Regions from separate parts of the Mus musculus genome. Here regions 1, 3, 4, 5 and 6 are each linked to region 2. Evidence: chromatin contacts called from public HiChIP or PLAC-seq and promoter capture Hi-C data. All regions are on one chromosome and are shown on one strand. The core of a region is the stretch at or near the end of the contact, and the rest is flanking DNA. Distances in the headings are between cores, read along the strand shown.

The links. Promoter capture Hi-C pulls out the DNA fragments that hold promoters and counts their contacts. HiChIP or PLAC-seq counts read pairs in DNA pulled down with a chosen protein or histone mark.
Region 1: a promoter capture Hi-C map of cranial neural crest shows a contact between it and region 2. The contact joins the enhancer-like site here to the promoter of 9130008F23Rik in region 2. A contact is called at or near these places in 7 of 39 promoter capture datasets (the 3T3-L1 cell line, the C10 cell line, the HPC-7 cell line and 3 more) and 2 of 115 datasets of contacts at active chromatin or transcription factors (stem cell-derived neural progenitor cells and vascular smooth muscle cells).
Region 3: a contact with region 2 is called in an HNF4G HiChIP or PLAC-seq map of pancreatic cancer cells. The contact joins the promoter of Cd2ap here to the promoter of 9130008F23Rik in region 2. A contact is called at or near these places in 9 of 39 promoter capture datasets (the 3T3-L1 cell line, the C10 cell line, the HPC-7 cell line and 5 more) and 10 of 115 datasets of contacts at active chromatin or transcription factors (embryonic limb bud, embryonic stem cells, epiblast stem cells and 4 more).
Region 4: a promoter capture Hi-C map of embryonic stem cells shows a contact between it and region 2. The contact joins the promoter of Ptchd4 here to the promoter of 9130008F23Rik in region 2. A contact is called at or near these places in 6 of 39 promoter capture datasets (cranial neural crest, embryonic stem cells, hippocampal neurons and 1 more) and 3 of 115 datasets of contacts at active chromatin or transcription factors (the NIH/3T3 cell line, astrocytes and stem cell-derived neural progenitor cells).
Region 5: a contact with region 2 is called in a promoter capture Hi-C map of trophoblast stem cells, with 6 times the contacts expected there. The contact joins the enhancer-like site here to the promoter of 9130008F23Rik in region 2. A contact is called at or near these places in 5 of 39 promoter capture datasets (the 3T3-L1 cell line, cranial neural crest, frontonasal cranial neural crest and 1 more) and 1 of 115 datasets of contacts at active chromatin or transcription factors (embryonic stem cells).
Region 6: a promoter capture Hi-C map of liver shows a contact between it and region 2, with 8 times the contacts expected there. The contact joins the promoter of Opn5 here to the promoter of 9130008F23Rik in region 2. A contact is called at or near these places in 11 of 39 promoter capture datasets (the 3T3-L1 cell line, the HPC-7 cell line, cranial neural crest and 7 more) and 2 of 115 datasets of contacts at active chromatin or transcription factors (acute myeloid leukemia and embryonic stem cells).

The regions. Positions count from the first base shown.
Region 1 is chr17:42,575,781-42,578,480 of GRCm38.p6, forward strand. It overlaps Opn5 (opsin 5), which reads right to left. Exons shown (of 7, transcript NM_181753.4): 6 at 459-516. Among named protein-coding and RNA genes, the nearest start is that of Opn5, 34 kb to the right of the region's middle. Within about 2 kb of position 1,346, at least 44 of the 459 cell types and tissues checked have an H3K27ac peak or open chromatin away from gene starts, as enhancers often do. A contact at or near this core is called in vascular smooth muscle cells, where this site is marked.
Region 2 is chr17:40,879,186-40,881,885 of GRCm38.p6, forward strand. It overlaps 9130008F23Rik (RIKEN cDNA 9130008F23 gene), which reads right to left and starts at 1,373. Exons shown (of 2, transcript NM_027834.3): 1 at 595-1,373. The coding sequence starts at 1,351. The coding sequence ends at 806.
Region 3 is chr17:42,874,975-42,877,674 of GRCm38.p6, forward strand. Cd2ap (CD2-associated protein) reads right to left here and starts at 1,450. Exons shown (of 18, transcript NM_009847.3): 1 at 1,339-1,450. The coding sequence starts at 1,342.
Region 4 is chr17:42,315,269-42,317,968 of GRCm38.p6, forward strand. Ptchd4 (patched domain containing 4) reads left to right here and starts at 1,332. Exons shown (of 3, transcript NM_001355270.1): 1 at 1,332-1,972. The coding sequence starts at 1,373.
Region 5 is chr17:42,294,466-42,297,165 of GRCm38.p6, forward strand. No RefSeq gene overlaps it. Among named protein-coding and RNA genes, the nearest start is that of Ptchd4, 21 kb to the right of the region's middle. Within about 2 kb of position 1,301, at least 15 of the 459 cell types and tissues checked have an H3K27ac peak or open chromatin away from gene starts, as enhancers often do. A contact at or near this core is called in trophoblast stem cells, where this site is marked.
Region 6 is chr17:42,609,953-42,612,652 of GRCm38.p6, forward strand. Opn5 (opsin 5) reads right to left here and starts at 1,361. Exons shown (of 7, transcript NM_181753.4): 1 at 1,228-1,361. The coding sequence starts at 1,357.

The sequences.
Region 1 (2,700 bases), core at 96-2,595, 1.7 Mb after region 2:
CCTAAGTAAACCGCAGACACAGCATCCCTGACCCTACACTAAGAAATGAAGGAGGAAGAAGAAGAGGAGCGGGAGAAGGAGGAGGTAATGATATGATGGCAATGTGTTAATGATAAAAAAAGATGTCAGGATGGTAAAAGTAAAAATAATACCTAATAAATAAAACTTGTAAACATTTTCTTAATATCTCAGGCAAATCCTGTTTGGCATAAGGATAGGTTTATCATAAGGAAAAGAGAATATCAAAGATGTCCTTCCTAATATTCAGAAAGTCCTAGCCTAGTTTCCATTTGCAATTTCCTAACAAACCCTGGATTCGAGAAAAAGAGGGGAAATATACAAAATATAAAAATATAATATAAAGGCAAGAGTGAGGCCACAATTGAATGTTAGGAAGAGTGGAGAGGCAAGGATGTGAAAAAGTGTGTCCATGAGTGATGCTGTGTCCATCTTCATACCTCTGGATGGATCTCCAGCACAGCAGAAGACTTCCTGACTGCGGTTACAGTATGCAGCCTGGAAAGAAAAGGAGAGACATGAAAATGCATATAGACAGACACATGTACATGTATGTATGTGCATGAGCACATATTATCATGTCACCTTAACTACTGTTACCACTTATTCGGAGGAGCCTGGGGGAGCAGGTGTGACCTAAATGTATTGTATACATGTATAAAAGTTTTTTAAAAACCTATTTCATATAAAGTAGTATAAAAAAAAACTTGTTGGGGGAAAAAGACTATCAACATAAGAGTTCAGCTTAAAGGAGAAGAAAACTAATAATTCAGAATATTCAAAATGAAAAGAAAAGTATCTCTTGGGCAAAGCTTTACACATACAGGCCTCCACTTTGCAGCTCATTCCCTGTGATATAAAAGCTGTAATTCATTGCACTCATTCATCTGGAAATGCAGCCTGCAAATTAGGGCAGTCAAGGAGACTTAATGGTTAACAGGCATCCCAGGATTTAGGGTGTTGTTTTCCCTTGGGCCTCAACCATCTGAAGTATTCGAAACATGAAAGGCCTCCATCCCATATAGCACAGCCCACTGAGTCTTTGGATATTGTTTTCTGTGCAAGCATATGAAGTCTATTTCTCCTGTCAGCAGCCACAGATGACCTCATAGGTCTCTGCGAGCAAAGAACTGTAACTCTGCCCTCCATTGCCAGCGCTCCCTCCTCAGCCTCTTTTTATCATCTTCCAAACACGGCTGTAATGAGAACCACCTGGGAGAGAGAGTCGGTCAGTCAAAAGGCTGAAACACCAGTACAGCCTGGACCAGTGAAAAGCCAGTCTCTGCTGGTGAGGTTTTCAGAGTTCCTGGGATAACTCCACTACTCAGCCACAAGAGGCTACATGTAGACACCCGAGTGAAGAGTGCTGTGTCGTTTCAAGTAGGAGTCTTCTCTATGTTAGGGATTTTAGGGTCTGTTTTGTTTTTTGACTGACTCATTACCTTCTGCCAAAACTTCGGGGAGCTTGGCTGTGGAAAGGGAAAGTTCCGTTTTACTTTGCTGGGACTGTTCAAATTAACTCAAAATTTATTTTCACAACCTCGCATTCGATCCAGTAGCTTTTCTATTTGAATTCAATGGTTTTCTTCTTCAAAGCAAATCCAGTTCAGATCCCAGAAACAGAAGGAGCAAAGATATCCTCAGTTAACCTCATTTCAGGCCAGTGACTTGCCCTGAACTGGCGTCACCTCACTTCCTGTCACCCTAGGAGCACGTAGCCTCTTAAGAACAAAGATAAACAAGAATTCATTTTATTCTCTTTATTTATAAGATAAACTCTGATAGCCACCTTCCACCCATCTGCTCTACTCTGGAACAGACCCTTTTAAAGCCTACAGCTCAACACCTCTTCAAAATGGTTTCCTGAGAGCCGCTTCAGCCTGTAGAATCCAGAGTCTCTTCACTGCCTCAGCCCCAATGCCAGCTTCCCCAAAGGAAGCAGAAACTGGGGGGGAATGAACCAGCCTTAGTCCTATTCAGAAAAACAGTCACTGTATTTCATATAAATATTTAATGAGAACAAGCAAACTGAGCTGTCTCTTGCTTGACTGAGTTTCCTAAAGCCTTGTGGCCCAAAGTCACTTTCTGTCCCTCTTTCCCTTGCTGGATGCTAAATATTTATGTGCTGTTCACACTTGTGAATAAACGTGCAAATCACAGAACTAGTCTGTCGCAAAATTCTGAGTTAGGTGAAATGTGCTTCTAGCGGTCCCTGTCATGTTCTCATTTTTAAATAAAGAAGTGCCCCGTTACTGTCTCCCAAAATTCTCTGTGAACATGATTCTCTCTATTCTCCCTACCTGCATTCACAATAAAAACTCAAGGGCTAATAAGGGCAAAGCTTTATTGCTTCCTGAAGAGACACTTGTTTGTATTTGGATTTAGCTGTTCATTTCCAAAGAGAAGACATGAACTACTAACAGTGTGAAAGGCCGCCCATCCATAGTGGTCACATCGGCCTTCCCCACACATCCTTTCCTTCAGTTATTACAACTTCCTATTATCAACTCATCTCATCCTTAGGATTTAAGCAACTAATTTGCCTTTCAGTAGTCAGACTATGGGAAACTGCTGTGCACACAGAGACTACCAAAGGCTGACCACACAGAGACTACCAAAGGCTGACCACACAGAGACTACCAAAGGCTGACCACACAGAGACTACCAAAGGCTGACCACACA
Region 2 (2,700 bases), core at 123-2,622:
CTTTCCAGTCCTTAACTATAAATCTTAGAAGGGTAAATAAAATATCTAATAGAAAGAAAAGAAAAAAAAAGAATAGGGAATATAACCATTTATGACATCTTGCATACAACATGTCTACCTTTCTTATTAAATCGTAAGCTAAGTAAGATGCCCTCTGCAATAAAGCCCTGTTAAATTGCATTTTACGAGCAAAGCACAGATCAACCTACCAAAGTGCCCCAGTCTCTCTTTGCCTCACTCCTTTTCTTCTTAACATGGAAATATGATGGACCAGAATAGAAACTGCACACCAGTAGAGTACTAGAAACATTTTGCTTCACCTCCTTATCATTTTGTTTTCCGTTAAAAAAAAAAAAATGTTCTTTATGGATTTCAAAACAAAGACCCTCTCTACATCCACTCTACACACCACACATCCCAAAGAGAAGACCTCAAACTTCTGCTTTTGGCCGCTCAACGGGAACGAGGGATGCAGACAGACAACTCAAGTAGCTATCAAAATGCCAACAAGCAAACTGACTAAAGTTTTGCGCTTTCAAACTCCCATTTACCACCAATGTAAACAAACAAACAAACAAACAAACAAAAGAATACCTTTTCTTCTCCTTAATCATTGTGAGACACTCAAGCCACAGAGAACATCTCAAGCAGCTTAAAATTTGTTCTTCAAGCATTTTCCCCCGCAACCACTGTCCTGGAACATTTCTCAGGCTCCAGAGATCTGTGTGTTTAACGTCCTTCGAGCATCAGGTCCTTGGCGATAGGATAGGGGTTTGGCTGTGGCTCCGGTGCCCCATAAGCTGTGTCACTCCCTCTCCCTCTGTGTCCGAAAGGTGACTGCGGTCACAGAACGCTCCTCGGTCCTCGTGGTCATACTCCCCTTGGTCCATGCGGTCCACAGCACCTCCTGTGTCACCTGGTAATCCACGACCCGCACCAACAGGGACCTGGGTGTGTTTTCGGGGTCCTCGGGCTGGGCCCCCGGGGCCGTGGCAATGCGCCTGCGGGAAAGCTTTGGTTTCCGTTTGGAATCGTAGTGGTCTCCAATCGTCGGGGGAAGGTTCTCGCTGTCCACCAGCCCTGCGCAAGCAGAGTCCGCCTGTGTTCCCAACCACCTCTCCGGGTGCAGAAGAAAGAGCACTTTCTCTCTGACCCAGGACTGGCAATCCAAATTCTTTCCCTTCTGCTTTCTCAAGTTCCCACTTGCTATTGATTGGGCACTTCCCGCCTCCGCCAGCGCAGGATTAGGGGAGCCAGAATCCAAGGGTGGCCCACACCCCTCCCGGCGCGGAGAGCACTCAGAGCGCCCTTGGGGTCTGCCCAGCTCCATCCCGGAGGGTAGATAGTTCATGCGTCCACGTTTCTTCAGTTCTGGGAGGAAAACTCCAGCTAAACTCGGAGGGCGGTGCAAGCACTGGGTGTGGCTTGAGCGAGGCACTGACTAGAGGAGCAGCCTGAGGCCACACTGCGAATTTCCGCCTCCTATCTTGGTTTACTTTCAGTCTTTAGACCTTATTGATCTCCACCCACTTCAAACACAGTCTTAGATCCTCTTTTCCCATCCCTAGGACTTAGCCGCGATTCTTTTATGATATATTTGGCTCCAGCCCAAACTGCCTAGTGAGGTCTCCATTCTTTTTTTTCCAAAACTGAAAGTATGGGTGCTAATGACCTTCCCAAATTCTCAAAGCATTATTTCTTATTTTGTATCTGCGGCTGTTTAAGCATGAAGGAACAAGTAAGCTTGATTTTTATTTTTAAATTTTTATTTTATTTTACTTTTTGAGACCGTTTCTCTGTATAGCCCCTAGTATCCACCCTGTAGACCATGCTAGCCTGGAACTCACAGAGATCTGCCAGCCTCTGCCTCTGAATGCTGGGATTAAAGGCTTGCACCACTACCAGGCAACATTCGTTTGGTTTTTAATCATCTGATTTAATTAAAGTCTTCTGAAAAGAATACTTTTTCATTTGAGAAAAGGTCTCAAGCTGTAGTGCTGGTTGGCCTGGGACTCACTGGCTAGCTTGACTGTCCTTGAACTCCTTGGAAAGCCCACTTCCCCAGCAAGAATGTGTGCTAGAAAAGATTTCCTGTCCACTTTAAATCCTTCCATCCTCTATGGTACCTCTAGGTCTATGGAATGATCTCTCAGGATCATTCCTGGAACAGTTCAAGTCTTAGGGAACAGGGCTGTGAGTTCATACTTTTGCTTTGGAACACTAGGATCTGTGGGGACAGGGGTCACCTTTGTCTGTGTTTTAGTTGTCATCATCACATGTCTGGAAAAGGGGCCTAGTGCTTTGACTTGAAACAAACTTCTAGAACAGAACCAAAACAAACAAGAACAAATCACTAAAAGGCGCTTCAGAGTTTACGTTCTTGTGCCTTTGTAGGTCCCCCTCCCATTCGACATGAGCTTCCCTTTTAATCTCATGATAACAAACACATACATATGTTCCTATGTGTGCATTTACCTCTAAGCTTATGGATATGCCTATGCCACAATAGTCTATGCCTGAAGTTCATGGAGAACACTAGTCAATAGGAGAAAAGACTCTTATGTGTCCGTTCCAGTCCATCCTTGGTAGTAGCTGTTTGTTTTACTGGAAAATGCTGTTTTCCTGTCTGGTTTAGCAAAATGATTTAGCCATGATTGTGAGTATTTCTGCTCTTACATGAAAGTCTGAACAGCATGGGGG
Region 3 (2,700 bases), core at 200-2,699, 2.0 Mb after region 2:
CAGATAAGAATTGTATACTTAATTTTAGCTTTTCATCCCAATCAGTTAAGCTAGCTTTTGATGCTTTAGAATAAGCCTGCAATTACCCCGTAAACTCAACTAATCAAGTGGAAAGGAATTCATTTCAAAGTCCCTAACAGCAAATGTTTGTCTCCTGAGTCAAAAAGCACTTGGTGTATAAAAGGTACACAAAGCAGGAGGGAAGCGGAGGGAGAATAAAATTAGAAGCTCTAAGAAAACAGAATAGCCAGTGTCTGTAAACACTAGCTAAATTTGTCTCCCACAAAACAAAGTGTGGGCACGGGGTGCCACATCAGCAGAGCTCCTGTTTTTGTTGGGCTTCTAAATCATCCGCTAGTTTCCTGAATTATTAATTTCAGTAATGGTTTTAAGCAGCATCGACTCTGGAGTGAGAACGTGATAATGTCTTTCTGATTTATACCACAAAACCAAATACTGGTCTTACACTTTTTGCCTTGTGGTAACACCAAGCTGGGGGCGGGGGGGCGGGGGAGAAACATACTTTTACTTTACTTTTAAATTATAACCATTCGAGGGAGCTCGTGTCTAGCCCAGACGCAACTTATCAAAAGAACTGTTACACCACTGAACAAAACTCCTTTTCAAAGAAGTCCGCTGCGACGCTTGCTCTCTCTCTCTCTGACTCCAAACGAAAACCTGAAGAACGCACAGAAAAACAACCTTGTGGCCCCGGTACTTTTGCTCGCCTCCAAGAAGGAAGTCTCCCTCCAAACAGGAAACAGCAAACAGCTCCTCCAGAGGTTCCAACTGGGAATCCTAGAATAACCGAACCCCTAACCCAGTCCTCAGGAGGAGGAAATTCGCCGCGCTGCTAGGTGCCAACACACCTGACAAGGCAGACGACGAATACCAGGAAAAACGATTTCAAAAAACTGACCCACGAAAAGAGGAAGGGGAGAGAAGTCACAAATCACTGCCAAAAAGCCCAGCCGATCGCAAAGAGAATTAAGTTTCTTCCTGTGCTTCCAATTCTCTATGACAAAATGTCTGTGTGTGTGTGTGTGTGTGTGTGTGTGTGTGTGTGTGTGTGTGTGCGCGTGCATAGTAGATGTGGGGGTGTGAGTGCATTCTTTTTTAAACCAATCTGTACCAAGCCACCGAGTAGCAGAGCTGCAAGTGCCACTTTCTCAAGTTCGCGATCGCCCTCCCCCATGGAAGTCAGGGGCTCCCAGAGGGCGCAGGGCAACGGGTCACGGGTTCGAGCCCCGCTGTCCCGCACAAGGACCGACGAGGGGAGAGCCCGATTGGAGCCGACCCGCGTGCGAGGAGCCCAGTGGCCGGCGCGGTAGTGCTTACCCATGCTGCGGCTCTGGCGGGGAGAGCGCGGCCCCGCGGCCCCTTCTGTGCACCGGCTCAGGCGCGGCGGGGAAGCGACTCCATCCGCCCGCGGCGCGCTTGGCCGCTCCTCACGCCCGGCCTCGGCCGCAGCCCCGGCAGGCGGGGGTGGGAGGGGGGGTGGAGAACGGGGTCCGCGCCTGAGCACAGGGCGCACTCAGCCACGCTCCCGGGCCGCTTCCGCTCGCAGCTGGCTGAGGCACTTGGCGGGGTCTCGCACGGTCAGCCCGCACCCGCTCCCTCGGAGGCGGAGCGCGCCACGCTCGAGAACGCGGTGGCAAGCCACGGGCCCAGTGTGAAGAGAGTCGGGACCCGGCTGGGGCGAAATCTCGCGAGAACGATCTGGGATTCCCGGCCACGCCCCCTGCGGCCCCCGCGCGCGCCACCCAGGCTCCGGCAGCTGGTGCCAGGTGCGGTGACGTCACGCGGGGGCGCGCGCCACCATCCTCCAGGTGTGGCGGGCTGCGGGCACTTGGTCTCCCTGGGGTGTACGACACAGCTGGCTGCCCGGCCCATACAGATACCAAAGGGGTTCTGCAAAATGAGCCCCGGTTACCCCACTTTCTTTTTTCTTTCTTTTTTATTTATTTTTTTTTTTTGCAAAGGTGTCGCTTGTGAGAGATCTAAAAGAGAACAGCTATGGGAGCGAGAACTTCGAAGTTCAAGGCGGGGTCCCCTTCCCCCCCCCGCAAATGTGGGGACCCCACAGTTCACCTACAGAGTTCCCTGCGGGTCAAAAGCAATGTTTTTCTTTGGGGTGGGTGAGAAACGCAGTGAATTTTTCATAGGCATACATTATTGTATTCCTTGAGTCTCTTGTTGGCCAAAGATGACTTCCTACACCCTCTTTTGAAATAGAAATCGTTCTAAATTAGGCATCGTGGTTTGAAACATTGCCAGGCATTATTTTTTTTTTCCTCTAGAGTCAATATGAAGGCCGGCGTAGGATTATTGTAATCAAACACGAGCTTTCTTCAACTTATTGACAAATTTAATTAATATGACCTTAATTTTCCTCCCCTCCTATTTGAAAAAGTCAACTTCAAGGCCTGAGCAAGTATGGGGGAGCAACGTGTTGACTGCCAACTATTGTGCCTAGTGTTGGTTTTTTGTTTTTTTTTTTTTTTTCAAGAAATTACGCCTTTGAATTCTCACAGCTACCGGACACTTAAACTGCTTTGCCCGTTGGAACCAGGCCGACTTGGGTCTCTGAAACTCAGCTCTGCCGTTTATTTTTTTGTAGGTCCCTGGGTGAATGAACCTGACTGGAGCTTTAGCAGTTAATGTGTTAAAAGAAATGTTTATTTACAGTGTAGAACAAGA
Region 4 (2,700 bases), core at 82-2,581, 1.4 Mb after region 2:
GTGGGAGTTTTCTTTCTCTATGGTGGACACTGACTTGTTTTCTGCCAGATCTGCAGTATGTTGCCCCCCTGCTTACCTAGCTCCCTTTCTTTGGGCAAAACTGTCCACTGTGTCTGACAGAAGAGAATTAGCCTCAACTCTATGTCCTGAAGTGTCTGTGGTACGTGGACAGGGGTGTGGTAGGAGTTGAGCAGGGAGCGAGGGAATGGAGCAGGGGATGAGATACAGAGAGGAGGCGGAAGCCAGTGTTAGGTCCTGAATCCTCAAAGAACATGTGTGTAACACTTAGGAAGAAGCCACATTGCCTGGCACAAACACACACACACACACACACACACACACACACACACACACACACACACACACAAACACCAACCAAGTGTTTCCTTCCCAACCTCCAGAGCAAGAAAGCAATCCAGAGAGACCCAGGCTCCAGTGTAGTCTGGGATCTCTGGCAGGCCTCAGCTCAGGGGACCAGTGTGTGGCCAGGCAGCCTGGAAAGTGTTGCAAGGAAAGCCCTCGCATGCTTTGTGGAATGTTAAAAATGCAGCATCATCCTCTCTGCTCCCTTTTCTTTGGCCAAAAGACAGAATTCGAGGGCACGGGGCATTAAGAGGAGCTTGAAATCTGCCCCCTGGAGGAGGCGTGGAGCCACTCCCTCCTAGGTTCTGATGGCCCCTGCTCCAATGGGCCAGCAGCGCCTTCACCCTTTACGTCTCCCATTCATTCCAGCCCGGAGGACAAGGAAAACAAAACTCTAAAAATAACTGTCAGCATCTTAAAAAGAGAAAAGCTTTGCTGCCACCACCACTACCCCCCTTCTTCTACTCCCGCCCTCTCTCCGCGCCACGGGGCACATGTCTGCTTCTTACAACACCGCGAGGCACATGGTCCCAGTTAGACACCGAACCCCATCGAGACCGAGAGGAAATCCACATCTGTGGGACGCTCGGCACAGAACCGCCACCTCCAGCGAGGGAAGCCGGGGGACTGCAGCAGCGACATGAAAAAGGGCTAGAGCGAGTGGACGCGGCTCATGCGGTGAGAGGCAGCGCGCGCGGCCAGCCAGGGCGCGGGGAGGCCGGGGACACCGGGGGAGGGAGGGCGCCACTCCCCGCAGCGCCCGCCGTCCGGCCCCCACGCGCGCTCCCGAGACTTGCCGGCCTTGCTGCAACTTGCTGCAGTGTTTGAAAGAGTAGTAAGAGCGCATGGAGGTGGGGCCCGGGGAAGACCGGGCGGAGCGGTTGCGGGGTGTGCGCGGGGAGGGGGCGGGGAGGAGGCGGCAGCAGAGGGGGGTGACGGAGGGGGTGTTGATCCCTTGAGGGAATGGGATGGGGGAGAGAGGGGTAGCCCCAGCGCTTACACATGTCACATGTGCTTTTTAAGACGGCCGGGAGCGCCTGCGAGCTGGATCTGGTGGAGGATGCTGCGGCAGGTGCTTCGCAGAGGGCTCCAGTCATTCTGCCACAGGCTGGGCTTATGCGTGAGCCGGCACCCGGTCTTTTTCCTCACCGTGCCGGCAGTCCTGACCATCACCTTCGGCCTCAGCGCGCTCAACCGCTTCCAGACCGAGGGCGACCTGGAGCGCCTGGTTGCTCCCAGCCACAGCCTGGCCAAGATCGAGCGCAGCCTAGCCAGCAGCCTTTTCCCCCTGGACCAGTCCAAAAGCCAGCTCTATTCGGACTTACACACCCCTGGGAGGTATGGCAGGGTGATCCTCCTCTCCTCACCCGGGGACAATATTTTGCTCCAGGCTGAGGGGATTCTGCAGACCCACCGAGCCGTGATGGAAATGAAGGTGAACCACAAGGGCTATAATTATACTTTTTCCCATCTGTGTGTGTTGAGAAATCAGGATAAGAAATGCGTGCTGGATGATATTATTTCAGTGCTAGAGGATCTCAGGCAGGCTGCCGTCTCCAATAAGACAACAGCCAGGGTGCAAGTAAGGTATCCCAACACTAAATTAAAGGTATGCTCTTCCTGCATGCTTCAGCCACTTAAAAGAGGCGGCACTTCATTTCTTGCCCTAAACAAGCAAAGAAAATGCAGAGGTCTCATCCTTAAGACTCAGAAGCTAAGGCTTCTTTCATTTCTGGAGGGGTGGAACGGACATGATGGGCAACTGAGCAAAGAAAATGGGCAATGAATAGCATAACTAGATAAGAAGAAATTCAAAGCCAAATCAAATGCCAAAAAAAAAAGAAAAAAAAGAAAAAAAAAAGAAAAAGAAAAAGAAAAGTTTCTGAGACCCTGCAGTTACATCTTTGTTCAGGGTTAATAAATCTGTGGATGGAAGGGGGAGGGGGGGTCCTGAACAACTGGGGGATTTCTTTTCATATCGGGGCTCAATGTATTTCTTATTACTGATTACACATCCACCTGGTATCATCTCCACCTTTTTGCATCTTCAGCCTGGCTTGATTTTTGACTGGGACGGTCATGGAATTTTGCTGCCCTATGGTTATGTCTGTGGGTTATGAATGTGTCAGGGATTCCAGGAACTCTCTCTCTCTGTGTGTGTGTGTGTGTGTGTGTGTGTGTGTGTGTGTGTGTGCATAGCAAAGGCAGTGAGGGTTTTCTATGAATCTGAAGAGGGATACCTGTTTAATGGATACTTTAGTTTACTTAGTATGCCCTTCCTTTCCCATGAAACATCCCAAACCCAAAGAAGATCGATTATAGCTAAGCTGCCAAGTA
Region 5 (2,700 bases), core at 51-2,550, 1.4 Mb after region 2:
AAACTGACTTCAGACTTATTTCCCTGTGTTTGCCCTCTCTTCTGAGCAAAATGAATTTTATGACACATCCCATACACTGTGTTCTTTTCTGTGCTTGTATTCTGTACAGTTCTTTAGTAGTCAACCTCTACCGTCTTGTCACTGTTAAAACATTTCTTTCTCAAGAACCAATAGAAATGTCATCTCTGTGGTCCTCAGGTGAGCGTCTATCCTCTACGCTCTACCTCATTCTTTTCCTGGCACTCTTGTGAGATTCCAGGCATCTCTTATTTATTTGCTTATTTTCCTCAATATGTATCAATCTATCATCTGTCTCAAGCTTCCAGGGAGAAGAGACCACATCCTACGTACCTTTGAATCCTCGAAATCTTGTACAGAATGAGCAAAAAGATATTGTAAGTATTTTTAGTAACTTCATCTTTTCTAGTGTGTGAAATGTAGCATATTTTTATTACCATTTTGTGGGATATATGAATTCTAATTTCATGATCGGATATTTAGCATCAACAAGTGCATAACCTTTTCTGTTGGACCAATGAACTGCAGAACTCCATGCTTCATTGAAGTGGAACAGTTGTATTCTTTGGTAGCCATCATTACAATTTATTTTCTCTGTTTGGCATAAAAAGAACGACCGGTTTTAAAGAGTCAGACATTCTTAAGTGCGATCCAAGGATGCATTTGCCAAAACTAATACACATTTTGCACGCAGTAGATTTAATACCATACATATTGCCCTCTTTTAAAATCGGTTTCACTGTGGACTGTGGTGTGTGTGTGTGTGTGTGTGTGTGTGTGTGTGTGTGTGTGTGTGTGTACAAGAGAGAGAGAGAGAGAGAGAGAGAAAGAGAGAGAGAGAGAAAGAGAGAGAGAGGGAGGGAGGGAGGGAGGGACGGAGAGAGAAAGAGAGAGGGAAAGAAAGAAAGAGAGAGAGAGAGTGAGAAATTTGCTGTTTTGACATGTGCACGTGTCAGCAACACATCAAGATTTAGCGCAGAGGAAGATTGTTTGCTTAGCAAGCACAAGGCTTCCTGTTTAGTCCACAGCACTGGGGAAAAAGAAGATAATGAGCTTCTCCATGAAAAAAATGTTCCTGGTGACTCATACTAGTACATCCTACCCTGTGTCATTCTCCAGGCAATCACTAACACAAGTTCTATCCATATTTTTAGTTTGCCTTTCTACCATTTTATGTACCTGTTTTCTTTTGAAAGTGGAAGCTTTTGCCTTTGACTCCTGCACTCAGTATAGAATGAAGCAATTAGGGATACAACCATGCTATTATGCATCTCAATAAGAATCTCTAAAGTCCCTTCTTGCTACACCCTACTGTGATGTCATGGAAAGACCATATTTACCTTTTATATTTAATGTTGGTCATAGAATTCTCTGTGAACATTTGTGTTATTTTCCTGATAGAGCCTCAGCCTATAAATCAGAATTCTTTCCCTTTGCTGTCTTTTCAGATCTAAATTCCTAGATTTAGTCATATCTCTTAGAAAGGAAGGATTTGAAAAGATAAAGCCTGAAATATGTAGAGAAAGAAAGTCAATTTTTGATTGCTCAGGTCCCAACGTGTTCTAGTGTTCTGCCCTTGCTGTCCTTACTTGATTACATTACACAGTACACAATGAGGCCTTTGTCAACCTTCCTGTCTTCTAATTGATCTCAGTACCTCTCCATTTTTGTCTGTAATGTAACCCTATTTCCCCTTTCTTCTTGTAATTCATCAGCCCAGGAGAAAATGTCCACAGTCTTCTAAATAAGTTCCCTCGAGCAGATTCTTCCCATTGTTGCTAGCCATGACTCACCCCTTCATTTCCCTGTATTAGGTCTTTATAGGAACCATAATACTACCACTCACACATGGAACAATGAAACTGAATAATGACTCAGCTAAAACAAGTTTTATTTGGGGTTGTTCTTTCCCTTTCAACCCATTTTTGTCAAAAACTATTTTTTCCTCAGATTCAGTTTGAATTATTTTCCTTACCTTCTCCAGCTATAAACTTTGAGTTAATATTTTTCTATGTGTGCTCTCATATCAATTCTTGTTGGCCCTATCATTATGTAGTATTATTCATTCACTATACAATACATATTGTATAAAATATATACAACAATATATAATATATTCAATATATTATATAAAGTGTATATGATATAATAGCATATATCATTATACAGTCATTAAATTTGTGGTAAAATATTGTAGGCACAAGACACTCTTCTATGGTTTATAAGGACTCAAGTGTTTGAAAATACCCCTAACCTATGAGATGGTTAATTAATTGCATTTCAACATCAGTGCTGCTCTCTCTTTTTCTTCAGAATAGATGCAAAGCTCCTGTGGTGAGCTCCCCATCATGCAGAGTCAGGGACTGGCAGTCTCTTCATGGCCAGCTTCCATCTTCTCCAAAATTATTTTATCCTGAAAACTGACAGATAATAATAGGAAGAGGTATATATGATGAGACTGGATTTGGTATTTTAAATTAGAGGAACAGTTATCAGATTATTTTTAAAGAACTCATGCCTTTATTTCTTCCATGCCTTAAAACTAAACAGCATTTGTATTACGAACTTTTCTGTTACTGTAATAAACCCCATGACCAAAAGCAACTTAAGAAAGAAAGGGTTTATGGCTCCAGAGAGGAAGAGTCCATGTGGTGGGGAAGGTATGGCATGGCAATAGGAGCA
Region 6 (2,700 bases), core at 111-2,610, 1.7 Mb after region 2:
GAGGGAGGGAGAGTGGAAGAAACAAAGAAAGGAGGGAGAGAAAGAAAGGTTGAGAAAGCAGGCTGGAACCAACATCTGAAATATTAAAGACACATAAACCTAAAGATAGAACCCACCTGCACGCAGCTCACCCAAATTTAATATAGCAACTTTAAATTAAAGAAATGTGGTAAATATTTAAAGACAGTGCTACAATTTAGCCCTGGCTGGCCCGGAATTTTATGTAGACCAGTTTGGCCTGGAGTTCATAGAGATCTGCCTGCCTCTGACTCTCAAATGCTAGGGTTAAAAAACATGCCACCACGCCCAGACAAAATGTCATTGGTGCAAAATTGCATTGTGCAATTCAGTAGAAATATAAACCAGAAATGTGAGCTATACATATGTTGCTGGGTTTTTTTTCTGGTAGCCACATTAAGCAGCATAAAAGCACAAAAGAAAATTAGTTTTAATAATTTAATACTTAATCTACTAATCCATAAATTATGTATAAATCTAATCCATAAACTCATAATCCAGAAATTATGAGTTCAATGGACATTTCATATTTCAAAATATCAGTAAGATGTTTGTACATTATTTTCCAAGTACTAAGCCTTCAATAGGAGGCGTGCATTTTCACTACAATCTGCTCATTTGAAAGGTAACAGTTTGTCCACTCAGGAGCCATGGGTGGCTGCCAGTTTGAACAATACAGTCTAACATAAGGCAGATTCAACCCTGTGTGAGTTATACACAAAAACTCTTTTCACCAAAGTGTGGAATTTCATTGATCACCAGAATAATTTTTATCTTCATAGGACTGAGGTGCAACTTATAAAGCAGTGTTCACTGTCACTGTTATATTGGGCCAGAGTTCCCTCATTTATGAGAAAATGAAGCTAAAGTAGATGGTGTCTAAGAGCCATTCTTTTTAAAACAGAAAAATTATCAATTATCACTCTTTTGATAGCCAGAAATCAAACCTAGTAATCAAGTGACCAAATGAAGTAGCTTTGAGATAAAGAATTCACTATGAATGTTCTTTGGATTATTAATAGAATATTTATCCCTAATGAGAGCAACAGTCATTTTTTTATGAAACATTGATTGACTGTCACAATGCCAATTCACCTTCTCCACCTCTGCTAATACCCACGTACTTATCAGAATCATTTGTGCAAAATCAATACAGCCTATGAATTCTCTCAATGCAGCCTCTGACACAGAAGCATTAAGGAAGCTTACCGATTATTGTTAGGTAAAAGCCAGCCACTAAATCCGCTTCCCAGGAAAGTTTGGAAGCAAAAGGGTCCTCGTCTCGAAGATAGTGGGGCAGGCGCTCATCCTGAGGTAGGGCAGTGTGGTTCAAGGCCATGCTGGTCTCACACCCCCCAGGAGTCTGTGAAGCAAATCAGCAGAGATCTCAACAGACGGAATAACAAGTCCGTGAATCCGCTCACAAATGCATCTCTTTCCATAAAACAAAAGGCAAACTCCAGGGTCCCACAGGTGATTGGTACCTAGTGGAGAGATGTTCACCGTTGTTTTGTTTTGTTTTGTTTTTTTCTTAAATGACGTAAATACACCAACACGCAGTTGTTCAATTTGCAGTCTAGACAAGCCTGCATCTTCTCCTCAGGCTGCCTCTGCGGCTTTTCACACCTCCCCCAGTGAATAAAAGGTTGAAAACTAGTTTGTCCTATTGCTCCCTAGCAAACTTTGTAGAGCTCTGACGTAAGAAAACCCACAGTGAGAAATGTGGACACTGCACACTGACTTGCCAGAACACAGCATCCCAAGATAGCCCAAGCTTTCTCCATTCTTAACAGGCATGGTGAGCTAAGGAAAGAAAGAGTGTTCAGGGCACACGGACATGGACACTTCATGAAATGAAGCTAAGAGGTCAGAGATTGACAGGGTTAACCTAAGATTTAAGGCTGTTGATGAGTGGGGAAGGGGAGGGGCACACCAGCTTCCATCCATAGCTAAGGAGCAGTTATCTGCTTCGATAGGAAGGAGAGTCAGTTTTCTTTGGGGATGTGGCCTCTGGTAGGTTAATTATGGTCCAGTAAGTGGTCCTGCAACTTAAACTCAACACAATGGGCAACACAAATTAGACTTAGTGTGTTTAAAAAAAATGAAAAAATTCTCAAAGAATAAATGTTTGTGTGTGTGTGTGTGTTTGTGTCTGTGTCTGTGTGTATGTATGTATATAACTAAGGGCTGGGGGCTGGGAAGATGGCTCAGTGGATAAGAACACTGGCTGCTCTTCCATAGGTCCTGAGTTCAATTCCCAACAACTACATAACCAATCAATCCGTCGTGGGATCCAATGCCTTTGTCTGGTGTGTTTGAAGAGAACAACAGCGTACTCGCGTGCATAAAATAAATAAACAAATCTTTTTTAAAAAATAATTAAGGACTGGAGAGCTGTATCAGTGACTAAGAGAACACAACATGCTTACAGAGGAGCTGAGTTTGCCCCAGAACCCAGACTGGGTGGCTCACAGCCACCTGTATCTACAGCTCCAGGAGGGTCTGGCACCTCTGACTTTAGGCATTGGCACTTACCACACACACACACACATACACACACACCACAGAGAGACACTCACACACATGCATGCACAGATAAATATGCAGACACACATGCATACAGAGACACAGTCACACATGTACACACAGGATATACACACATACATAGGTACACCCATGTAC